2 separate regions of the Oryctolagus cuniculus genome follow, and region 2 is linked to region 1. A link is a contact called in public Hi-C data. All regions are on one chromosome and are shown on one strand. The core of a region is the stretch at or near the end of the contact, and the rest is flanking DNA. Distances in the headings are between cores, read along the strand shown.

Region 1 (5,091 bases), core at 1,945-4,444:
GATATGGGATGCAGCTGTCCCAAGCAACGTCTTAACCACTGCACCAAGTGCTTGTTCCACAGCACGCTATTAAAAAGCAGTCCTCTGTACTCTCTGTCTCAGCTCACAGATGTGCGCCTTCTCACGCCTTCTCTCATAGACTTGAGAACCGAAAGTGTTTCTGAACCCTGAAGGGGACCAAGGAAGCTGAGCTTGTCTTCCACAAGCAAGCTGCAGCCTGGTGCTTCATAGTATTGGACTCTTGCACATTCACAGCCGTCTTCATCCCAGCCTTGAGTATTTATTTAGGCTTCAACCATTAAGGAAAAAGAGGAAAGACGAAAACCACAGCATCATTTCTTTGTAAGGGATGTAACACATGGCAGTGCACATGTGCAGATACGTGAGTCTCTCTCTCTCCAAACATTAAAGAATATATTTAGACAACAAGCAGCCTTTAATTCGTCACGGACCGGTTGCTACCTTGGAGTGGTCCAACCTCTGACTCGTCTCCTTTTTTCCTCTTTCCCAGCCTCGGGGATGCTGGGGCCACCCTCGCCAGCTCTCCAGGGAAGTGAGTGAGGACTTTTTTCCTAAGCATTTCAAACAGAGTCTTGCAAGATCTTAAGATAATCATTGCATCGAGTTCCCTCATAATTCCTCTAATTCCGTGCATTAAACTGGATCATTTCAAGGTGATTGCTTAGAGGCGCTTAATGATTTAAAACTAAACAAACATCCTCTACCTGGCCGGGCCGTTTGAAGGACACTTTCTTGTCTTTGCTCCACTACCCTGGGGCTGCGTGTGTGTGTGCATGTGTGATCTCATGTATGCTCTGCATATAAATCAACAGTCTTCAGGAGAGGGGCAGATAGTCCATGGCCTGCCTCACAAGGATGCTTTGAGTTCTGGCTGGAGGATGTAAGGTGCTGTAGGAACCTAAGTTCTGACAACACGGAACAAGGAGCAGGGCCTCAGTGCCTTTGGTATTTCACAGGAATTCCAACCCAAGCAGCTTGTCACAGCCATTATCACTTAATTACCAATATAAATCTCACAAGCAACTTCCGTAACTTCATTTGCAAATGAATATGCACACCTCCTAAATCATTCCCTTCTCTCTGCCTCTCCCCTACGCCCCCCCCCCCACCCTATCCACAGGCTGGATCTGAGAGCAGCGGGATTTGCCTCCCGAGGCCCCCTGCTTCCCGGTGTCCCTCCAGGCCAGCGTGCGCCCCGGAACATGCCGCACCCGCTGAGACCATGCAGTCCCGCCCGGCTCCCTCTGCAGCCCACCAGTGCCCTCCTGGCCCTGATCGGGACAACGCATGGCAGAAACCTGGCTCTGTTTGCCTGACAGGGTTCACAAACCACGGTGAACTCTGCAGCGCTCAGAGGCCAAGTTTCCGGTATGCAGTGAAAACTGAAGCCTGGTTTTGGGTTTCCTTACCGAATTCACACAGCGCCAGTCATGACAAGAGACGTGTGAGGCAGCCAGCTCAGGCAGCACGAGGCCCGGCAGAGACACACGGTGCTCAGTGCTATTTCTAGCTCTGCCACCCACTTGCTGTGTGGCCCGAGGCTGGTCACCTACCCTCACTGCACGCAGCTACCTTTTGCAAGCGTGGGTGTGGGTGCACATGCATGTGCGCACGTGCGCGCGCGTGTGTGTGTGCATGTGTATACCACGCCTCATCCCGCTGGGAACACTGGCTGGGCCTGCGGGATGGCCGTTGAGCTAGCAGCATTCCTTTGACCGGATTTTAATCACGACACAGGCGTCCTCAGAAATGCCAGAGATCCCTCCCACGCCACCGCGCGCCTGGCTCTCCTGGTCACTTGTCTCCGCCTGTGCGCCTTCCAGCTGGGCGGCGGGGACAACTGTGCTGATGCCTTAGGGTCGTCTTTGGTCCTCTTGCAGCCTGTTAAAAATACACACACGTGTGTCCCATTTTTAGAGAAAACGGAAATCAAATCTATTGCATGTATTTTAGGCTCTCTGTCTGAATTCCGAAGTCTTGCTCCTACTTTTTGGGCTCCGGGCACAGTCACAGTGGTTTAGCTTTCCCTCGGGGACAATGCTGCAGACGGGATGTGAGCTCTATTTTCACATTCCTTTAAATGCTTTCCTGGGTCGGTCCCTCCTCCTGCCGAGGAAATTCACTGGGAATCCACGAAATGCTTGAGTGAAGGAAAACAAACCCGGGTGTTGAAGTCAGGGACCTACTGGATCCCACCTCCTAGCTCTCACGCATACGAGCTGTGCGACGTTGGCAAGCTGCTTAACCTCTCTGAACGTGGGTTTCTCAGGTGAAAACCTGGGCCAATGCCAAGGGCCACATCAGCGCCAGGAGCGACTGACATACGCCAGTGGAACAGAGCACCCGGCATGCAGAGTATGTGCCCGCCAGGGTACTTGTTCCAGTCCACCGCGTTCTCTTCCTGTAGGTCTCGGATGCATCAAAAACTTAGGACATGATGGATGTGAATATCGCGTCTGTCTGCCCTTCCCAGGTCCTACTTCCAAAAAAGGGAAAAAGAGAAGGAAATAAACAGCGACTGTCAGAAGCCCTGTTGAAGGCTCCTTCCAGCCAGTGCAATGCACTCTCCATTCCAAACCAGCTTATTAACTATTCACTGCTGTTGGAACCGGACATAAGAACAGAGTTCCCTGCTCAAGACCCAAAACTCCGCAAGCTGAGTGATCCGATTGCTCGGTTCCGACCATTTCCTGCTCTCTCAGTGCCACCCCAGGGCTGAGACGTGCAGCACCGAGAGCTGGGCCAGCTGCAGACTGGGTGGCTACCCCGAACATTTGCTGAACGCCTTGCAGGAGCAATTCCCTTGACTTTCATTTCCACTCTGGGCACTGCATTGCTGGGGGATTATTTCACTGCATGGGTGGCCTGAGTCTCTTGGCCTTCAGCCTGTGGCTCATTCCACCGCTCTGGGCAAGCAGTAACCACCCAAACACGCAAGTCTGTCTCTCATGCCCCAGTGGCATGAATAACATCATTAACTCTTCAAGGCTGAGGTTTGGGATTACGTACAAATCTTATGTCTCACTGCGCTAGCAGGAGGTGTTTTTTCCTTCACGACTGTGCTTCCTCGGCGCTGTGGGCTTCAACACGGAAGCTCGGTGCTCCCTGTCTCCAGTTCCTAAGAACAAATGAACAGACTCCACGGCTTTGAAACTCTTCAGACTCGGGAAATGCGGCTGGCGAGTCCCCAGGAGGGAAAGAGCGGGAAGTACACAGCTGTGCAGTGTGGAGTTTCACATGTTTCTCTGAAGAGGAGCTTTCTAAAAAACCACCTTGCAGGGCACTCCTTAAGAGACACGGTAACACATTTCCTAAGGCCTTGGGCCACTGCTGGCACAGACGCAGGCCGGGCTCAGGTGCAGGGTGGACTGCGCGCGCCATCTGGTGGCTCGGAGCTGACACTGCGCGCATCATCCGGGCTTTTACCCCATTGACAGAATTCACAGGAGTCCATTGTGGGCTTTTAAGTTCTGTGGGAAGTGATCGCCAGGCCCCGAAGGAAGCTGCTGAAAGCCTCATGTTCTGTACTCTGTTCCTTATCCTACAGCTGGATACTCAATACCGCAGGTCGTCGTCCACACAGGGACGATGGGTGTACCCAGCACGGAGCACCTGGGCCCCTCCCTAGTGACCCCACAGGTCTGAGCCCCCCTCTCTCCCCTGCTGAACCCACTCTTCTCCAGGCTTCTGCATCCCGCACTTCCCGAGGCTTGGTCCACAGGCGTTTTCACATCCTCAGAAGTCCGCCCCACTTTTTGGGCCCATACTTGTGTTTCCAGCGTGTATTCCAAGAATCGTTTTATTAATCAGGATTTTTAGAAAAGGCATTCAAAACTTGGGAAACTCGGGGTTACAGGCGCACCTCTGCCTCAGAAGGACATCTTGCAGATACAACAACTTCAGAGAAAGCTTTGGTCTGTGCCACTCACGCGCCTGCTGATCACGTAGCTGTCTGTTCAGAACTGGAAGATGTGAGCCTCCGTCTGCTAGGGCTACCACAACAAAATGCCACAGGGTGGGAGGTTGGGCTCAGGTCAGGGTTCTGGAGGCCGGAAGCCTCAGGCCATGATGTCGGCAGGGTTGGATCCTTCCCAGGCCTCTCTCTCCTCGGCTGGTAGCTGTCGTCTGCTCCCTGTGTCCAGCCAGGACTACCCCTCTGTGTGCATCTGTGTCCTGATGTCCTCTTCCCCCAAGGACATCAGCCCCACTGTGTCAGGGCCAGTCCTAATGGCCTCTTGATGCCCATATCACCTCTTTAACAGCCCCATCTCCAACTCTAGTCACATTCTTTTTTTTTTTTTTAAATAAAGATTTGATTTATTTATTTGAGAGGCAGAGCTACAGCCAGAGAGAGGGAGAAACAGGGAGAGAGAGAGAGAGAGAGAGAGACAGGTCTTTGATCCGCTGGTTCACTCCCCAAACAGCCACAATAGCTGGAGCTGGGCCAGTCTGAAGCTCCTGGTCTCCCACATAGGTGCAGGGGCCCAAGGACTTGGGCCATCTTCCATTGTGTTCCTGGGCCATAGCAGAGAGCTGTATTGGAAGTGGAGCAGCCAGGACTAGAACCGGCACCCAGATGGATGCCGGCACTGCAGGCAGAGGATTAACCTACTGCACCACAGCGCTGGCCCCTCCAGTCACATTCTGATAAGCTGGGGATCAGGACTTCAACGTAGGGATTTTGGAGGGACACAACTCAGCCCAAGGCAACCAACACCTTATTTTCCTATCTACTCTGACTCCGTGGAAAGGACGCATTGTTTAGAGTTAGCAAATACAGAAAGTGGGCGGATCCAACTGTCACGTGTTCTCATTCCTTCACACGCCCACCGTGTGCGACTGCCATATGCAGCAGCAGACTTATGTAGGTCTAACAAACCGGTGGCCAGCAAAGCCCAACACGTTCACTGTCTGGCCCTTTATGGAAAAGGATGGCTGACCCTGGGCTGGAGCACACTCAGGATTCTCGAATTAGACTCCAGTAGGAACTCTACACTTCCCGTTGCCTTTGAGCGGCTGCACAGCGATGCACTCATCCTTGGCGATTTCGCCTCACTTTGCTTCCTCCAT
Region 2 (5,116 bases), core at 837-3,336, 68 kb before region 1:
TCCTCACAAAACCTTGGTAACAGAAGCTACCTCAAAGCACTCTGGCTGAATGGAATGCAGGAAAGCCCTGGGGACCTTGACTCCCGGTGTGAGCTCTCAGTAAAAGTTAGAACACTCACCACCCGCAACCAGAGTGGCCAGGGACATTGCGATTCTTGTCATCCGGAGCTCAGATTCGGCTAAGTGTAGACATGAAGAAGTTATTCATGAAGCAAACAGACTGTTAGATAAAATATGCCCCCTCCTTCCAGTTTAACAAAAATAAATGCACTTCAGAAGGCTGCTGGGAAAACAAAATTAAAAAAATAAGTTTATTTTGGTGCAAAAAATTTTGAAATCCACACAGGAATTTCATAATTTTGCATTTTTGTGAACATTTTAAGACCCCTCACGTGCATTAATTTTAAAAACTTTGTAGCAAAATGAATTATCTTTTTAATTCTATTTTTAATTAAATTCCTGGAGTATCCTCATATTCCTTCATGATAAAAAAAAATAATAGAAAATACGTGTAGGGGCTGGCGCTGTGGTGTAGCTGGCAAAGCCACCACCTGCAGTGCCGGTATCCCGTATGGGCGGCGGCTCAAGACCCAGCTGCTCCACTTCCAATCCAGCCCTCTGTTATGGCCTGGTAAAGCAGTGGAAGATAATCCAAGTCCCTGGGCCCTTGGGCCTGTGTGGAAGACCCGGAAGAAGCTCCTGGCTCCAGGCTTCTCAGCGGCATAGCTCTGGCTGTTGTGGCCATCTGGGGAGTGAACCAGCAGATGGATGACCTTTCTCTCTCTCTCTGCCTCTTCTTCTCTGTAACTCTGTCTTTCAAATAAATAAATCTTTTAAAAAAGAAAAGAATAAAAAATATGTGTAAAGCTGAGTATGACTGCGGAGGAATATAACTGAAAATTATAGAACTATTGAGGAGAAAGGGGTCTAATCATTTGCGAGCCTGTGAGATTTGGTTCTGCTATCAATACGTGTATGAGCAATAAGAATAAACACACATAAATTGAATAATTACCATGTATCTATTAATAATTCTCTTTTTTAGTAAAATCACCAATTATATCCTTAAATATCAAAATGTTCACATAATCTGTTCCATTGATAGCTACACTCTAAGGATTAAAAAAGTGTAATTATATTAAAGTATATATTATATATATATCAATTTTTTTAAGATTTATTTATTTATTTGGAAGTCAGAATTACACAGAGAGAGAAAGAGAAGCAGAGAGGAGAGAGGTCTTCCATCCACTGGTTCACTCTGCAGCTGGCTGCAACAGCCGAAGCTGCGTTGATACGAAGCCAGGAGTCAGGAGCTTCTTCTGGGTCTCACGTGTAGGTGCAGGGGCCCAAGGACTCGGGTCATCCTGCACTGCTTTCCCACGCCTTAAACAGAGAGTTGGGTCAGAAGTGGAGCAGCCAGGACTCGAACCAGTGCCCATATGGGATGCCGGCACGGCAGGCAGCAGCTCTGCCTACTACACCACAGCACCTCCCCGCATAATTTCTTTTGTGGTGTGCAACTCCTCCTTCCAAATGTCATCCTCCATGCTTTCTCCCTGGCTTTCTGTGAATCTCTTCTAGAGCATTTTTCCCTATTTTACCCGGCCTGGATGCCCTGACCGGGCCTGTGCTGTGTGGACATTGATTGTTATAAAAGTAAAGGAAGGGCCCTCCTTTTCTCCCCACGAGGGCCAATGCTGAAAATTGACAGCTACCCTGAAACAGGGCTGCCTCTCTGGAGAAAAGTCTAGTGACAGAGATCAGAGGTGCAAAAGCCCAGAGGAAGAGCACTGGGCCCCAGTGCAGCTCAGTGCCCTGCTGTGTTCATTAACAATTTCTTTGAGTCTCACCCTTTTTTCATTATCTCTGCGGCTGAACCAGCTTTGCTTTCTGCCAGAAGCCTCCTGACATTTATCAGGGGAACAAGGATCCAAGAAAGAAGGGGAAAGCGTGTCTGAATATCAGTGGTTATTTTGGTAGCCTGTGCAGTGGTGTAATGATATCGCCGTCTGAGAGCTGGGGCTCGCGGCCCTGGGGCGGAGGGCAGGCCCGCAACCTGAGCCGCCTGGCAAGCAGGGTCAGACTCTGCAGAGCCCAGCCCCGGGCCCCAGCACCCTCAACCCCAGCCCCATCTCACCCCCAGCCTGGAGGAGTGGCCAGTTTACCAGTTGCTTGCGAAAGGGTGTCAGGTAATCCAGAAAGCCTGATCTCTGATTTTTTTCTGTTTCTATGTTCAGTATGGCTTGTAGTTGATTCCGAAGCTAGCTTATGCTGTATTTTTAGAAGGCCCTTCCTTACCCTGGGTTAGCCTGGGGTTAAGTGCTGGCTCTGCTTCTGGTTCCAGCTTCCTGTTAACAGGCACTCTGAGAGCCAGCAGGTGTGCCTCAGGCGGTTGGGTTCCTGCCACCTACATGGGAAATCCACATGGAGTTCCAGGCTCCTGGCTTCAGCCTGATCCAGCCCCAGCTGGTTGCAGGCATCTAGGGAGTGAACCAATGGATGGAGGATCTCTGTTGCTCTCTCTGCCTTTCAGGTGAATAAAATAAAAATAAAAACATACATAAATAAGTGACAGTTAGTTTACCGTTTGAATGTCATCATTTCAATACTTAGTTTGTCTTCCTATAGGTTGAGGCAGTGACCTCAAAGTAGATCTACATGAAATTGCTTTTAAAAAATTATTATAGGGGCTGGCCTTGTGGCATAGCAGATAAAGCCATCATAAAGCTATCATGCTGGCATTCTATGTTGGCACTGGTTTATATGTTGGCTGCTTCACTTCTAATCCAGCTCTCTGCTGTGGCCTGGGAAAGCAGTGGAAGATGGCCCAAGTGCTTGGGCCCCTGCACCTTCGTGGAAGACCTGAAAGAAGCTGCTGGCTCCTGCCTTCAGGCTGGCCCAGCAGCCATCTGGGGAGTGAACCAGCAAATGGAAGATCCCTTTCCCTCTCTGTCTCTCCCTCTCTGTCTGTAACTTTGACTTTCAAATAAATAAATAAATATTTTTAAAAATTATTATAAATTGGCTACTTATAATTGTATAAGGTCTACCTTAGGTTTTAAGTCCTCTCTTTGCAAGGCATGTTTTGGGGTGCGTTGCTTATGTTTATTATGATTAAATAACCATTTCCTATAATATCACTATACTTTTTTTTTTTAAAAAGATTTATTTATTTATTTGTAAGGCAGAGTTACAGAGAGGCAGAGGCTAGAGAGAGAGCTTCCATCCACTGGGTCACTCCCCAGATGGCTGCAATGGCCGGAGCTGAGCTGAACTGAAGCCAGGAGCCAGAAGCTTCCTCCAGATCTCCCACATGGGTAGGACTTGGACCATCTTCCACTGATTTCCCAGGCCAAAGCAGAGAGCGGGATCAGAAATGGAGCAGCTAGGACTCGAACCGGCACCCATATGGGATGCTGGCGCTGCAGACTGGGGCCTTAACCCACTTTGCCACATCACTTGCCCCTAACATCATTATGTATTTATTTTAGGAATATAAAGACTGGCAGGGGGGCAGGGAGAAAGGGAAGAAACTAAATGTATGGTCCAACTGGAAGATGATAAATCACTTTAGCAAATCTCTCTGGCGAGCCCACTGTGGGCCTGATACTCTGGCGGTGCTGAGGTCGGTGGTGCAGCTTCTTCCAAGCCGCTCATGATCTAGGAAGGAAGAGAAATCCAGTTGGAGGATGACTGGCATTGAAGAGGGATTTGGGCAAAGTGATTGGAAAAGTGCAGTTCCAGCTGTGTGTAGCTATGTGTGTGCATCAAGGAAAGCTGCCCGGTTGACATGTTTGCAAGGAAGAGAGTGAGCAGACCACCGAAGCCAGAAAACACTGGCAGTGCCCAGAGCCATGGGGTAGAAGCCCCTTTGATCCCAGCCATGCTGGATAGAGTTTGGGTCTGGGATGCAAGCGAGAGACACATGTGCTTCATTTGGGAGGCACGGGGGGAGCATGGAAGTTTGTAAACAGGCGGGGGGTATGAGGAGAGCCTCGTTTAGGAAGTTAAATCTGGCAGCCGTGTGTATGACAGATTAAAGTCACAGAAGTAGGAGATAAAGAGGCCTGTCAGAGGCATTTGGCATCTTAACATGGGAGAAACGAGGGCCTGAGCTATAAGGAAAAATAGGACACGGAGCCCAGGCCTCCGGACTCGACTTGTAAAGCGAGAGCTGTTAAGACTGGATGCTACTTCTGCTCCTGCCCGTGTTCGTTTATTGTGGTTTCTCCCTTTCCTGTACGCCTAGTGCCTGACATGCTTGCGTGGGCCCTGGAAGGAACATGATTAGGAGGACTCCGGCCCCAGGTAGGACCTCCCATAGGTACCACTAGGATAGCACGATGGGCAAGGGAAGGCCTGACCAGAAACACAGGCTTGTTGTTGACTGAAAGTGAATACCGTAATACAGTAAGGAATACCAGAAAATTCTAGTGAACTGAAACAGTGGGGGAAGGGGGGCGGAATCAATATGCACGTGGCAGTGCCAAAGCCCTCGCAGGCAGGAAAGTTGAAGTACCTGGATCGGTTTGAGCCCACATTCTGTGTGAGGCCTCACTCTGTCAGTCAGGAGGATGGGGCCATGCCAGAGATATCTGAGTAACTTTGGCATGAGGTTGGATTCCTGGAAATGAGTGTGAGGGTGCAGTGTGCATGCTGGGTGTTTACAGGCACTGCCTGTCTAGGACAGGCACCTGTCACAGAATGGAGGACGCAGAACTGGGGACAGGGAAGGGCTCAACAGTGAGGCAGCTGTGATGGAGGCCTCAGTCCATCAATCCCATAGGAAACTTTAGAGTGAGGACAGACTTTTCGAGTTGGTCCCAGCTGAGGATAGAAGACAGGGGTTTTGCATCCTGCACGGGCCAATCACTGGATTGGGACTGCTCCCGGGAAGGGGGCGTAACCTTGGTCAGCTGGCTCCCATCAGACAAGTGCAATTGCTGTAGCAGATCTCAGCTGTGAACACTCAGTAGCTGACCCTCCTGGCTGCTGGAGGAGTGAGGCTCCAGTTCTGAAGGCAAGATCTGACAATACCATAGCATCTACAGCATCATCCGCTTTCTGGAGACTTGCTTCGTCTCTCCTGACAATTTTGGGGGAGAGGCCAGCA

Evidence for each region. Hi-C and Micro-C count contacts between places; a contact is called where the count stands out from the background.
Region 2: a contact with region 1 is called in a Hi-C map of psoas muscle, with 4 times the contacts expected there. The contact joins two enhancer-like sites. A contact is called at or near these places in 3 of 6 Hi-C or Micro-C datasets (ear pinna, psoas muscle and skin fibroblasts).

Annotation. Positions count from the first base shown.
Region 1 is chr13:53,802,429-53,807,519 of mOryCun1.1, reverse strand. No RefSeq gene overlaps it. Among named protein-coding and RNA genes, the nearest start is that of TARBP1, 20 kb to the right of the region's middle. Within about 2 kb of position 3,194, at least 4 of the 8 cell types and tissues checked have an H3K27ac peak or open chromatin away from gene starts, as enhancers often do.
Region 2 is chr13:53,868,926-53,874,041 of mOryCun1.1, reverse strand. The region is part of intron 1 of LOC127483462 (a long non-coding RNA gene); the gene reads left to right. LOC127483463 (a long non-coding RNA gene) reads left to right here. Exons shown (of 3, transcript XR_011381516.1): 2 at 2,348-2,536; 3 at 2,794-3,024. Among named protein-coding and RNA genes, the nearest start is that of IRF2BP2, 37 kb to the left of the region's middle. Within about 2 kb of position 2,086, at least 1 of the 8 cell types and tissues checked has an H3K27ac peak or open chromatin away from gene starts, as enhancers often do.